Linked DNA regions of Hordeum vulgare: region 1 is linked to region 2. The links are chromatin contacts, called in public Hi-C maps. All regions are on one chromosome and are shown on one strand. Each heading gives the region's core, a stretch centred on a gene start, on an enhancer-like site or on the middle of the called end of the contact. The rest is flanking DNA. Distances are from core to core; before and after follow the strand shown. Region 1 holds the start of LOC123448929 (beta-taxilin). Region 2 holds the start of LOC123448926 (serine/threonine protein kinase OSK4).

Region 1 (5,327 bases), core at 1,450-3,949, 740 kb before region 2:
AAATTCTATCGAGCATTAGTAACTGGTATACTTGAACATGATGAGGTGCTGTCCTTTCCCCACTCACGCCTATGAATTACACTATCCTAACTGATATCTTGCTTAGAAGATGTGTATAATGGCCCTTCTTGTAAACAAGTATTTATGGTATTTTTTTTTCTTTGCACCTGCAGGATGTGATTACTCAACCCATAGGATTGGTTCATTACCCTGGAGTTGCAGAGGGACTTTATGTGGCATGTTCCTCAGGTACTACAAGTTTACCGAACCAAGAATGGGCTTACTAAAATCGACAATATAAGTTATATCGAACATATCTTGCTTGATTTATTAATGTATCTCCAGTGCAGAGATGCTTATAAAAATGATTAGAGACAGCACGTTAGAAAGCGTCTAGCATAAGAGCCTCGATGTCCAATCCAGGCAATTATTTTACGGACACTTAGGTAGTTAAATTTTGATTGAAGCGTCCATTAATTCCAATGTAAATTTAGCAAGCGTCTGTATATACCTAGAACAGCCAAGTCTCGGCTGTATTTGTTTTATCGGTTTTAGCGGAATCTCCAGAGCTCTCAGCTTCTTAGACAATTCTGTTAGATAATTAAAGGCTCTCAAAAAGAAAAGAGAGATGTTGCTAGTTAAAGCTGCATGCAGGATATGGTATTAATTAAGGCAGACATGTAGGCATGTAGCACAAACTAATATGCCAAGGAGTACCAGTATAGTACTTGTATCCCGCTAGATGAATACAGTCTAGATCGTAAAAAACAAGCTAACGAATCAAGTGGAGATCAGAGCGTAGTGCTGTTGCCTGGCGAGAAATTCCACCTGCATGAATAGCTTGGAGTGTCCGTCTCCAGTTGCAGCAGCGATGTCAATGCTGATACCCGGAATAAGGCTGAAACTGGCAAAATGACCATGATTACTGCCTGCTGTTAGCACTGCCTTGGACATGGCCTTACGTGGTTTTATCTTGCATTATTAATTCTCAGGGAAGCCAGCCATGAGCAAAGTGTGTGTTCTTGAGAGACTTGCGCACCAAAACCAAACGCTGGTCCAGGTACGATGGGGTTTTATGTCTTGCCTTTACATATTCATTTACATATGCACATTGTTCCCTCGAATTGCTGATGTGTATAAGGGTTCGATTATGGTTTCTTATATGTGACACTGTTTCTTTTCCTTGACTGGAGCAGGTTGAAATTCATTCAGGACGGCCTCACCAAATACGGATACACCTTGCATACATTGGACACCCTCTTGTTGGTAAGTCAAAACACTTCTGTTATTGTGATGGGCATAATTGTACTTGAGCTCTTTCTTCCAGGCTTAGCTAACCGTGTTTTTGCATATCATCGGTAATTTTTCTTTCTAAATAAAGGGCATGGTAGACCCTATTTCCATTAAATAGATTCCAAAGTTCAGGCACTGCATGTTTTTTTTCCAGATGATCCTCTCTATGGTATTGGTGGGCAGCCTAAATTTCATGACCTGGAACCTACTAGTACGGATATTTCTTTTGCATATGACGGGTAATTCTTTCATCTTTTAGTTTTGCTGCGAAGTACGTCCTCTCCCCCGATCTTTTCTTTTACCTAGTTTAGCTAACCTTACTAACAATTTTTAGAGGTTACGAGAGGCCTTTACAGCCTGTTCCGGGAGACTGTGGGTATCACTTACATGCTCATTGGCTGGTCCTTTGTCATCCAACCACGAATAAGGTAATGAGCAATTAATCTTTCTGAATCGGGTAGTGTTCTCCACATAACATGCGCAATAGCATATCGACCTCAAGAACCATATTATTGGACGAGGAATGAATTACAACTAATTTTGTGAGGCCTAGTACCTGGACTAAAGAGAGACCCAGGTGAAAGTAACTTGTGATGCCGTGTCTCAAGTATACGCTACTCCTTACATTTTTGTGGTTGGCTTTGCAGATGCTGAAGATAACCGCCCATCTGCCGCGTATCTTACAGACTCAAGAGGAGCGCTGCGATCAGCAACTTGATACTTGAGCTCATAACTTTCCATTTGAAAATATGTGCATTCAAGAGTCCACAGGCCATGTTTTACAAGCCCGTCCGCATGTGAGGTGTTCAGTGTATCTTAACAGAGTGTCTATCTGAAGTTTGGTGTGGTTTGAAACGTGGAGGGTACAGAAAATGGATTGCTGAGGTTAAATGGTCACTGGACTGGACGCTTCTGAGGGGAAACTATGAGGAACATTTGTTTTAAGATGACACTGTACTACAGAGTAAACTTTTCAGGTCACTGCATCTGAAGATGGGCTAACTGCTGTGTGTGTGTTCGTGTTGTATATATGGCCGAAACCAATTTTGCACTTATGCAAATGTACGTGCATTTTGGCTAAGATCGATCATCATCTGCAATATAGAAACTACTCCCTCTGTATACCTAAATAAGTGTAGTTGGGAAGAACTAATTATTTAGGTACAGAGGGAGTACATTACTATGTATTCGGGACAAAGTTTTTCTCTTTTTTTGCACATGAACCAAGTTTGAATTTGACAGTCCAATAACCCCATTTATGAATCGAAGATCATTCAGATTCGATTGCTGAAACTAGAACAAACAGAGGTGAATTCATCTCCGTTCTCTGAACATGAATCTTATACGGCGGATTTACGTAGAGTACACGGAGTGACGGAGTTATGACTGTCCTTGTGCCGAACGCGTGTTCGCAGCAGCAGAGTTACACGAAACACAGGACACCAGCACAAGGGGACTGCGCGGCGACACCTCTCACTCTCTCCCTCTCTCTCTCCACCAATGGAAGGCTCGCCGGCGACGCGTCTCCCCGAGGCCGACGCGCTCCCCGATGGCTTCGTCGAGAGCTCCTCCGCCGACCAGGCCCAGGCAGTCTCATCCGCCCCCGCCGCCGGCGATCCCCTGCATCCCGCCCTCGGCCCTGATCACGAGGGAGCCGCCCGCGCCGGCGGCGAGGAAACCCTAGCCGCCCCGTCCACCCCCGCCGACGCCGCCGACGCCCTGCGGAGCCTCTCTATGGCTGCCGCCGCTTCGGAGCCGGAGCGTGCCCTCGAGCATCAGGGGCCCGCCGCAGACATAGGAGGTGATCTCTCTGCCCCCCTCTCACGCGCTGACTGCTTCCTGATCTGTTGTCGTCTAATTTCGACATCAAATCTTCAGTTACAGTTCAGGGCGAACGAGGCGACTTAAGCGGCTTCGCCCATCCATTGAAGTCTGGAATATGTTTGCTCACCTTGTTTTGATGCTCTTGGCGCAGGTGCCAAAGATGCAATGAAGGAGAGCTTTGTGGTAGAGCAAGCAGAATCGCTGCCCAATCAAAAGGTTGTCAATGCAGAAATGGACGAGGCCTAGATTTCTCTGCCACTGCGGAAATGGTGTTGGTGGGAAGATGAGTGTTTGCTAAACTGGATTGATTTCCATGACTTTGTAGGAGATTGGCGAGCCAAAGCGTAAGGTCGTCAAGCGGAACAGTAAGCTAGAGAAGGACAGGGAGCTGTTGCAACTTGCCCAGAGGTACCATGGAGTGGTGGCGGAGAGGGATGCAGGAAAGTTTCTATTATCCAAAACATAAACATTACCCAATGCATATTTCTCCAACAGTTGAATGATAATTTGAAAATTTGTTCTGGATTCTTTTCATTAAACAAAACAAAACCTACGTAACTAAATGCTGATTACTATGTTTTTCTTTCCTATTGTATGCACACCAGTAAAATCCTTCCTACCTTAAAATGTATTCTTTTGGTCTTCATCAGAAATTATAGCATGGAACATCTGATAGACCAGATACATTTAGCAGCAAGAACATGACAATTGTCCATTCTATGTATAAGAAAGATGTATTAGATGATTATTCTGTCATATTTAAATGTATACATTTATTTGAAGTTTGGGTTAACAATGAACTCCCCCCAACGGAGACAGCTCAGTTAGACATATTTCATTTAAAGGATTTAAAATTCATCAACATTTCTGTTGAAAATATGAAAATCACAGTTAACATGCTTTGTAGCTCCTTTAGATGGAAGGATTTTCAACCCCTAGAAAATTTTCCCATAGAGACACATGGGAGCAGAAAACTAAAAACTGTGAACACCAAAATTACTATGGTTTCCATACACCCTAATTCCATAGAATTCCTAGCCAAGGCTTAGAGCTATGGAAATTTTTCTGGGTCTGGCAAGTGTGGGCTATGGCAATGCATCTAATTCCTTAAAAAATTCATGTGTTTTTTTATGGAGCAACCAGATAACCAAATAGTTTCTAGTACTTGTTCATGTCCTTTCAATTCATGTAGGATTCAATATGTCATGACATTTAGTTATTGGGTGTTTCTCTAATCCTGTATCCCCCCCCCCCCTTCCGAGAAAACACAAAAGCTTTGCATTTCATTGTATTGATAGAGAAGTCATTACAAGCCCCAAGAAGGACACACCTGACATACAATAGCCCAATCAAGGCCACACCCAACGCACAACACAACACCCCTAGACGCTAGTCGTGGCTCCCTCCGGGAGCAAAGCTGCAAGCCTAGACGTGCCCGCTACAGCCCACTGCCTAGTCTCCGACTTGATCGTGTCGATGAGATGGTTGTGGTCGAGCCGAGCGTTTAAGATGATTGCTTTACGATGCTTCCAGATGCACCAAGCCATCAGCTGGATGACCGAGGACGCGACCTTCCGAGCCGAGGTTCGTAGGAACCGAGAGGCAAGTTTCTTGCCATCAATCCACAAAGTAACCCCCCTCGGCTGGGCCAATAGCAGTTGACTGATCCAGGAGAGCACCTCGTGCAAGACCGTGTGCGAGAAGGAGTAGCCAGAGAGGATGTGTGCCATCGTCTCATCCGACTGGTCGCATAGCACACAACTCGGTGTGTGCTGTAAGCCATGACGCACAAGACGCTCCATGGTCTCGTATTCGTGATCCAACGGCGATAGGTCAAGGCATCCCGAACAGTCCGTCCGTTCTTGGTACGGAGCTTGGGAGCTATCTCCGAGATTGCCCAGCCATCAAGCGAACGGTCCTCCTAGAATAAGGCAGTAGCTCTGTCGCCAACCACCATCTTGGTGGATGCGGTGAACACCGTGCGTTCATCCCAGGAGAACTAGAGGTCGAGACCCTTCCAGTTCTATGGGTGGTCAGGATCAGTGTGCATCCTCCAGAGCTAGCGGGCCTGGAGACTGATTGCCACGACCTCAAGGTTTAGTAACACCTAGGCCGCCCAGACGAAGGGGCCTGCACTCCCGATGCCAATTGACGTGGTAGTGGCCGCCCTGCGACCAAAAGAAGCCCTTGAGGATCTTAATCAATCTTCT
Region 2 (5,459 bases), core at 1,403-3,902:
CGTCACAACGTTCCCATAAGAAGAAGTGAGCGTGCGTGAGAGGCGATACGATCTGTTGGATCGACGTTAATCCCACGTCGACCGGTGAAAGTTTCGGCCGGCTCGTGCGTCCGAACGTTTCCATAAGAAGGAGATGTCGTGCGTGAAAGGCAATACGATGCTTGGATCAGTTTGGATCCCATATCGACCGCCGGAAGTTTCGCCCGTGGCGCCGGGTCCGAACGTTTCCGTAAGAAGGATTGGGCATGCGTGAGAGCCGACACGATCGATCGGTTGAAACAATTTTGATCCCAGATTGACCAGTGGAAATTTCGGCCAGCATGCTGTGCCTGAACGTTTCCATAAGGAGTGGGCCTGCGTGAGAGGCGATACGATCGATAGGATCAGTTTTGATCCCATGTTGACCAGTGGAAGTTTGAGCCGACGCGCCGCGTCCAAACGTTTCCATGAGAAGGAATGGGCATGCGTGAGAGGCGATGCGATCGGTTGGATCAGTTGTGATCCCACATCGACTGATGAAAGTTTTGGCCGGTGCGCCGCGTCTGAACGTTTCCATAAGAAGGAATGTGTCTGCGTGAGGCTATACGATCGATTGGATAAGTTTTGATCCCACATCGACCGGCGGAAGTTTCGGCTGACGCGACGTGTTCGATCGTTTCCATAAGAAGGAGTGGGCTTGCGTGAGAGGCGATACAATCCGTTGGACCAACTTTGGTCCCACCTCGACCGGCGGATATTTCGGCCGACGCACCGCGTCCGAAGGTTTCCATAAGAAGGATTGGGCATGCGTGAGAGGCGATACTCTCGGTTAGATTAGCTTTGTTCCCACGTCAACCGGTGGAAGTTTCGGTCGGCGCGCCACGTTCGGACGTTTCCATAAGAAGGAGTGGGCCCGCGTGAGAGGCAATATGATCGGTTGGATCAACTTTGATCCCACGTCGGTCGGCGGAAGTTTCGGCCGACGCTCCGGGTCAGAAGGTTTCCATAAAGAGTGAGCTTGCGTGTGAGGCGATACGATCAGTTGCGGCTTTGATCCCACGTCGACCGGCGCGCCACGTCCAAACGTCTCTATAAGAAGGAGTTGGCTTGTGTGAGAGGCGATACGATCGGTTGGATTAGCTTTGATCCCACATCTACCGGCGGAAGTCGACCAACGGAAGTTTTGGCCGGTGCGTCGCGTCTGAACGTTTCCATAAGAAGGAATGTGTCTGCGTGAGGCTATACGATCGATTGGATAAGTTTTGATCCCACGTCGACCGGCGGAAGTTTCGGCTGACGCGACGTGTTCGATCGTTTCCGTAAGAAGGAGTGGGCCTGCGTGAGAGGCGATACAATCCGTTGGACCAACTTTGGTCCCACCTCGACCGGCGGATATTTCGGCCGACGCGCCGCGTCCGAAGGTTTCCATAAGAAGGATTGGGCATGCGTGAGAGGCGATACTCTCGGTTAGATTAGCTTTGATCCCACGTCAATCGGTGGAAGTTTCGGTCGGCGCGCCACGTTCGAACGTTTCCATAAGAAGGAGTAAGCCTGCGTGAGAGGCAATATGATCGGTTGGATCAGCTTTGATCCCACGTCGGTCGGCGGAAGTTTCGGCCGACGCTCCGGGTCAGAAGGTTTCCATAAGGAGTGAGCTTGCGTGTGAGGCGATACGATCAGTTGCGGCTTTAATCCCACGCCGACCGGCGTGCCACGTCCAAACGTCTCTATAAGAAGGAGTTGGCTTGTGTGAGAGTCGATACGATCGGTTGGATTAGCTTTGATCCCACATCTACCGGCGGAAGTTTCGACAGGCGCGCCGCGTCCGAACATTTCCATAAGAAGGGAGTTGACCGGCACGAGAGGCAATGCAATGGGTTGGATAAGCTTTGATCTCACATCAACCGGCGAAAGCTTCGACTGGCGTGCCTCGCCCGAACGTTTCCATGAGAAGGAATGGGCCCGCGTAAGAGGCGATACGGTCAGTTGGATAAGTTTTATTGGTACATTGACAGAAGTTTCTACACATAGGCCGCGTTCAAACGTTTTCATAAGAAGGAATGGGCATATGCATGAGAGGCGATACAATCGGTTGGATCAGTATTGATCCCACGTCCAGCGCGTGGCAGGTGAAAGTTTCGGCCGCCGGAAAAACACCACGTCGGGCCGTATCGGTTGGGTCGGCAGCAAATAAGAAAAACAAACATGCTCAAGCCGGCGAGGCCTAGGCCGTGTCGCCGTCGCCAAGCATAGGATAGAGACCGATGGCTCGCCGGTGCCACCGCCACCCGAAAGTAAGCAGGAAACACGTGCTACCAGGATGGTGACAGGTTATAGTATAAATCATCAAAACAAACAAATTCGGGGGGAGGAAAAGAGCCTAACGTGCGCACCCGATCTAACGTCCTCGTCGCGCACGCAACAACGTTGCACGGCTCCAACGCCGCACCGCATCAGCGCCTCGTCACCGATCAATCCATACTCCTCTCACACAAGCGACGGAAGACGGTGAGGGTGACGAGCCAATTTCCTTTCCGCGAGCGCGATGACGAAGCACCAGACTAGAGCTAAGAGAAAAAAAAAAAACTGACGGGGAGAAACGACAGAGGAGGAAAACAGGAAGCGGCACGGGAGGGAGGCGACACGCAAGCGCCATGCTGATGCTCGTCTTTCCCCGGTTAGCCCGCCCCCCACTGGCCCGGCTCGCCTTAAACTAAGCTTAGGCTTAGCTGCTCTCTCCTAAAGCCTCCCACCCCCGGAGAAGTACTAACCGACCCCAAAACCTCCTCCGCTGGGCGCTCTCGTCGTCTCCGCTGCCGAGCCGCGCGCCTCCTCCCCGTCCGAGCGGTTGACCGCGGGATTTGGCCAGGTGAGGCAATCGCCCAGCTTATCTCGTAGATTCACGCTTTCTCTCCGTTGCGATTCCCGGCTGGCGCCTGCTGTTTCTGCGCCGTCGTTGCTTGCTTCGGTAGTAGTAGTTCGCGGGACGGGCGGCGTGGTAGGGAGCTGGGGTGTGGTTCGCGCGTGCTCCAACAGTCTAACTCTGCGGGGCTGCTGCCTGGCTGTTCGGCGAGGGGAAGCGAGGTGAATCCACGGTTTTGGGTTTTTGGCTGCGCGGATGAAGTGGGGAATTTAGTTTGTGTGCTGTTTGTGGGGATTTCGGGTAGCAGTCTTCTCCTACTCCTTCCTCTTCGTTTCTTCCCTCCCAACAAAGATCTTCACCGCAGATCCCCCCGGACCAACATTCACGTCCTGCTGGGAGCTAAACCTTGATTATTCACCGATCGGTTGCTTGATTTATTGTTTGATCGATCGGCCGATCTCACTTTCCCCAAATTCACTGCTCGGGCAAAAAGATACTCCTACTGCAGAGTCACGGATTCTGATTCTGATTCTGATCCTGATACCGACACGATTCCGTGTAATTATTGTGTGCGCAGTTGGTGAGTACTGTAGTAGTACTAGTAGTAGATTCATGGCTAGCTTAATTTTATTGGAGTATTAATGTGCACCGTTACAGATTTATGTTGTACTCTGCCCACTAGAACCTCCCATTTATTGAGCTCTGCTCTTTTTTCAGCTCAGTTGTTGGATGACTGCATTCCTTTGTATGTCTCTTCCAGGTCCATGTTACCATACAAGCCTAGTCATGGTGGTTGTGAACCTTTTTAAGAAAACTTTGCATGTTCACCCACTAGGATTCCATGTGTCATCTCTTTCTTCGCACCAGGGGCATCCAAAGTACCAACATGATGGTTGTTTTGTTATCCCAAAACCATACTTGCTTGCCAGACCTGATGCATATCAGTAAAGGCCTCTAGGCCGTGCTTGGAATCAATGTAATTTAATACTGAGGTGTTTAACTTACACGTGTATCTTACCGTCCGCTGAGCCGTTTCCGGATTTCTGCCCCGAAACGGCGGGCCGAGACGTTTATTCTTTACAAGTGTATTTAAAAGGAAACGGTAATCCAAACAAGCCCCTAGTCAATCCAAAACGGCGCATGCAGATGCAGCCATTTTTATGGTAATATATTATGATCCTCACCATCGATACGTCGTGTCATAAGTAGGATGATCACTGAGGGTCAAGTATGGAGGCAGGCGGGCCTATTAATAGGAGATTTGAACCCTTTATTTGGGGCATTGCCGCGTTGACAAGGTGGGTCCGGAGTGAGTAGTCCACTTTATAGGCCAGGGTAGAGGTAGAGGTGGAGTGCAAAGCATTGTTATCCAAAATGTAACGGCATGCTTGTGCGTATTCGAGAAAAAAATTATGACCCTATACTCGCTACGCGACATTGTTTGTTGCTCATCATCTCACTGAACCACACTTCAGCGACTGAATATGTGTCTGTCCCTATTTGAGAAGGGTACTTCACCCATTTCATTGACCTTTAAACCACACTTGCCCTCGCCACTCATGTCCATAGTGATATTTTTGGCAAGCCTACTCATGTCACGCTCAAGGTCTCTAAGAAGAGGGTATCCGATTAGAAATGTTTCAGATTCAACCTAATGTGCATATATCGTTTGAACTATAAAACTGTTTGCTGAATCACATATATTGTTTCTCTTTGTTTTTTGACATAGTGAAAATGGATGGGAACACTAGAGGAGGCGGGCATTCTGAAGCGTTAAAGAACTACAATCTGGGCAGAACATTAGGTATAGGCACATTTGGAAAAGTGAGGATTGCAGAACATAAGCATACAGGGCACAAAGTTGCTATAAAGATTCTGAACCGTCGTCAAATGAGAACTATGAACATGGAAGAGAAAGGTATGCTTCCTTGTACATTAGTCTGGATAAATTGGGCTTTGCTTGCTCAAGATTTCTAGTTATCTGCTGTCAGTGCTGGTCAGACTTGTGAGTGTGTTCCTGATTCCCAGTTAATCAATTAGTCGAGATAAAGTACATTAGCCTAGGATACATCCGGCTTCCGTAAAGAAGAAAGTTCACCTTGTGTTGTTGCTGTGAGTTAGTAAAATTTGCAGCTTGAATTTCTTCATAGGCTGAATGTCTAACGCTTTACTTCTATTGTTTTCTCATATCTTGTTTCCAGCAAAGAGAGAGATCAAGATATTGAGGTTGTTCATTCACCCTCATATCATCCGGCTTTATGAGGTCATTTACACACCTACAGATATATTTGTTGTGATGGAATATTGCAAGTATGGGGAGCTATTCGACTGCATTGTTGAGAAAGGGCGGTTACAGGAAGATGAGGCTCGTCGAATCTTCCAGCAGGTGCCTTTTTCTGCTCTTGGCATGCAGGAACACATTTTTTGGGCATAACAATAGGAACTTTGCCGAGCTTCTTATTTTGATCGTGAAATGTATGGATATGCTGGCCAATTGTCCAGTGCCCACATTCCTCATGTGCTTACTGTACAAACCATGATCAATTTGCTCAGTTTGCATTTATTGACTAATTTTTAGCTCATGACCTGTACTACATTGAGTTGCAAGTTTTCCATG

What was found. Hi-C and Micro-C count contacts between places; a contact is called where the count stands out from the background.
Region 1: a contact with region 2 is called in a Hi-C map of seedling, with 4 times the contacts expected there. The contact joins the promoter of LOC123448929 here to the promoter of LOC123448926 in region 2. A contact is called at or near these places in 3 of 6 Hi-C or Micro-C datasets (leaf and seedling) and 1 of 1 datasets of contacts at active chromatin or transcription factors (embryo).

What each region holds. Positions count from the first base shown.
Region 1 is chr4H:454,326,359-454,331,685 of MorexV3_pseudomolecules_assembly, reverse strand. LOC123448929 (beta-taxilin) reads left to right here and starts at 2,699. Exons shown (of 11, transcript XM_045125973.1): 1 at 2,699-3,094; 2 at 3,269-3,333; 3 at 3,443-3,557. The coding sequence starts at 2,794. LOC123448930 (RNA pseudouridine synthase 5) reads left to right here. Exons shown (of 14, transcript XM_045125974.1): 8 at 1-45; 9 at 174-249; 10 at 993-1,060; 11 at 1,197-1,266; 12 at 1,448-1,532; 13 at 1,628-1,721; 14 at 1,941-2,480. The coding sequence ends at 2,018.
Region 2 is chr4H:453,584,476-453,589,934 of MorexV3_pseudomolecules_assembly, reverse strand. It overlaps LOC123448926 (serine/threonine protein kinase OSK4), which reads left to right and starts at 2,652. Exons shown (of 11, transcript XM_045125970.1): 1 at 2,652-2,848; 2 at 4,572-4,760; 3 at 5,044-5,228. The coding sequence starts at 4,577.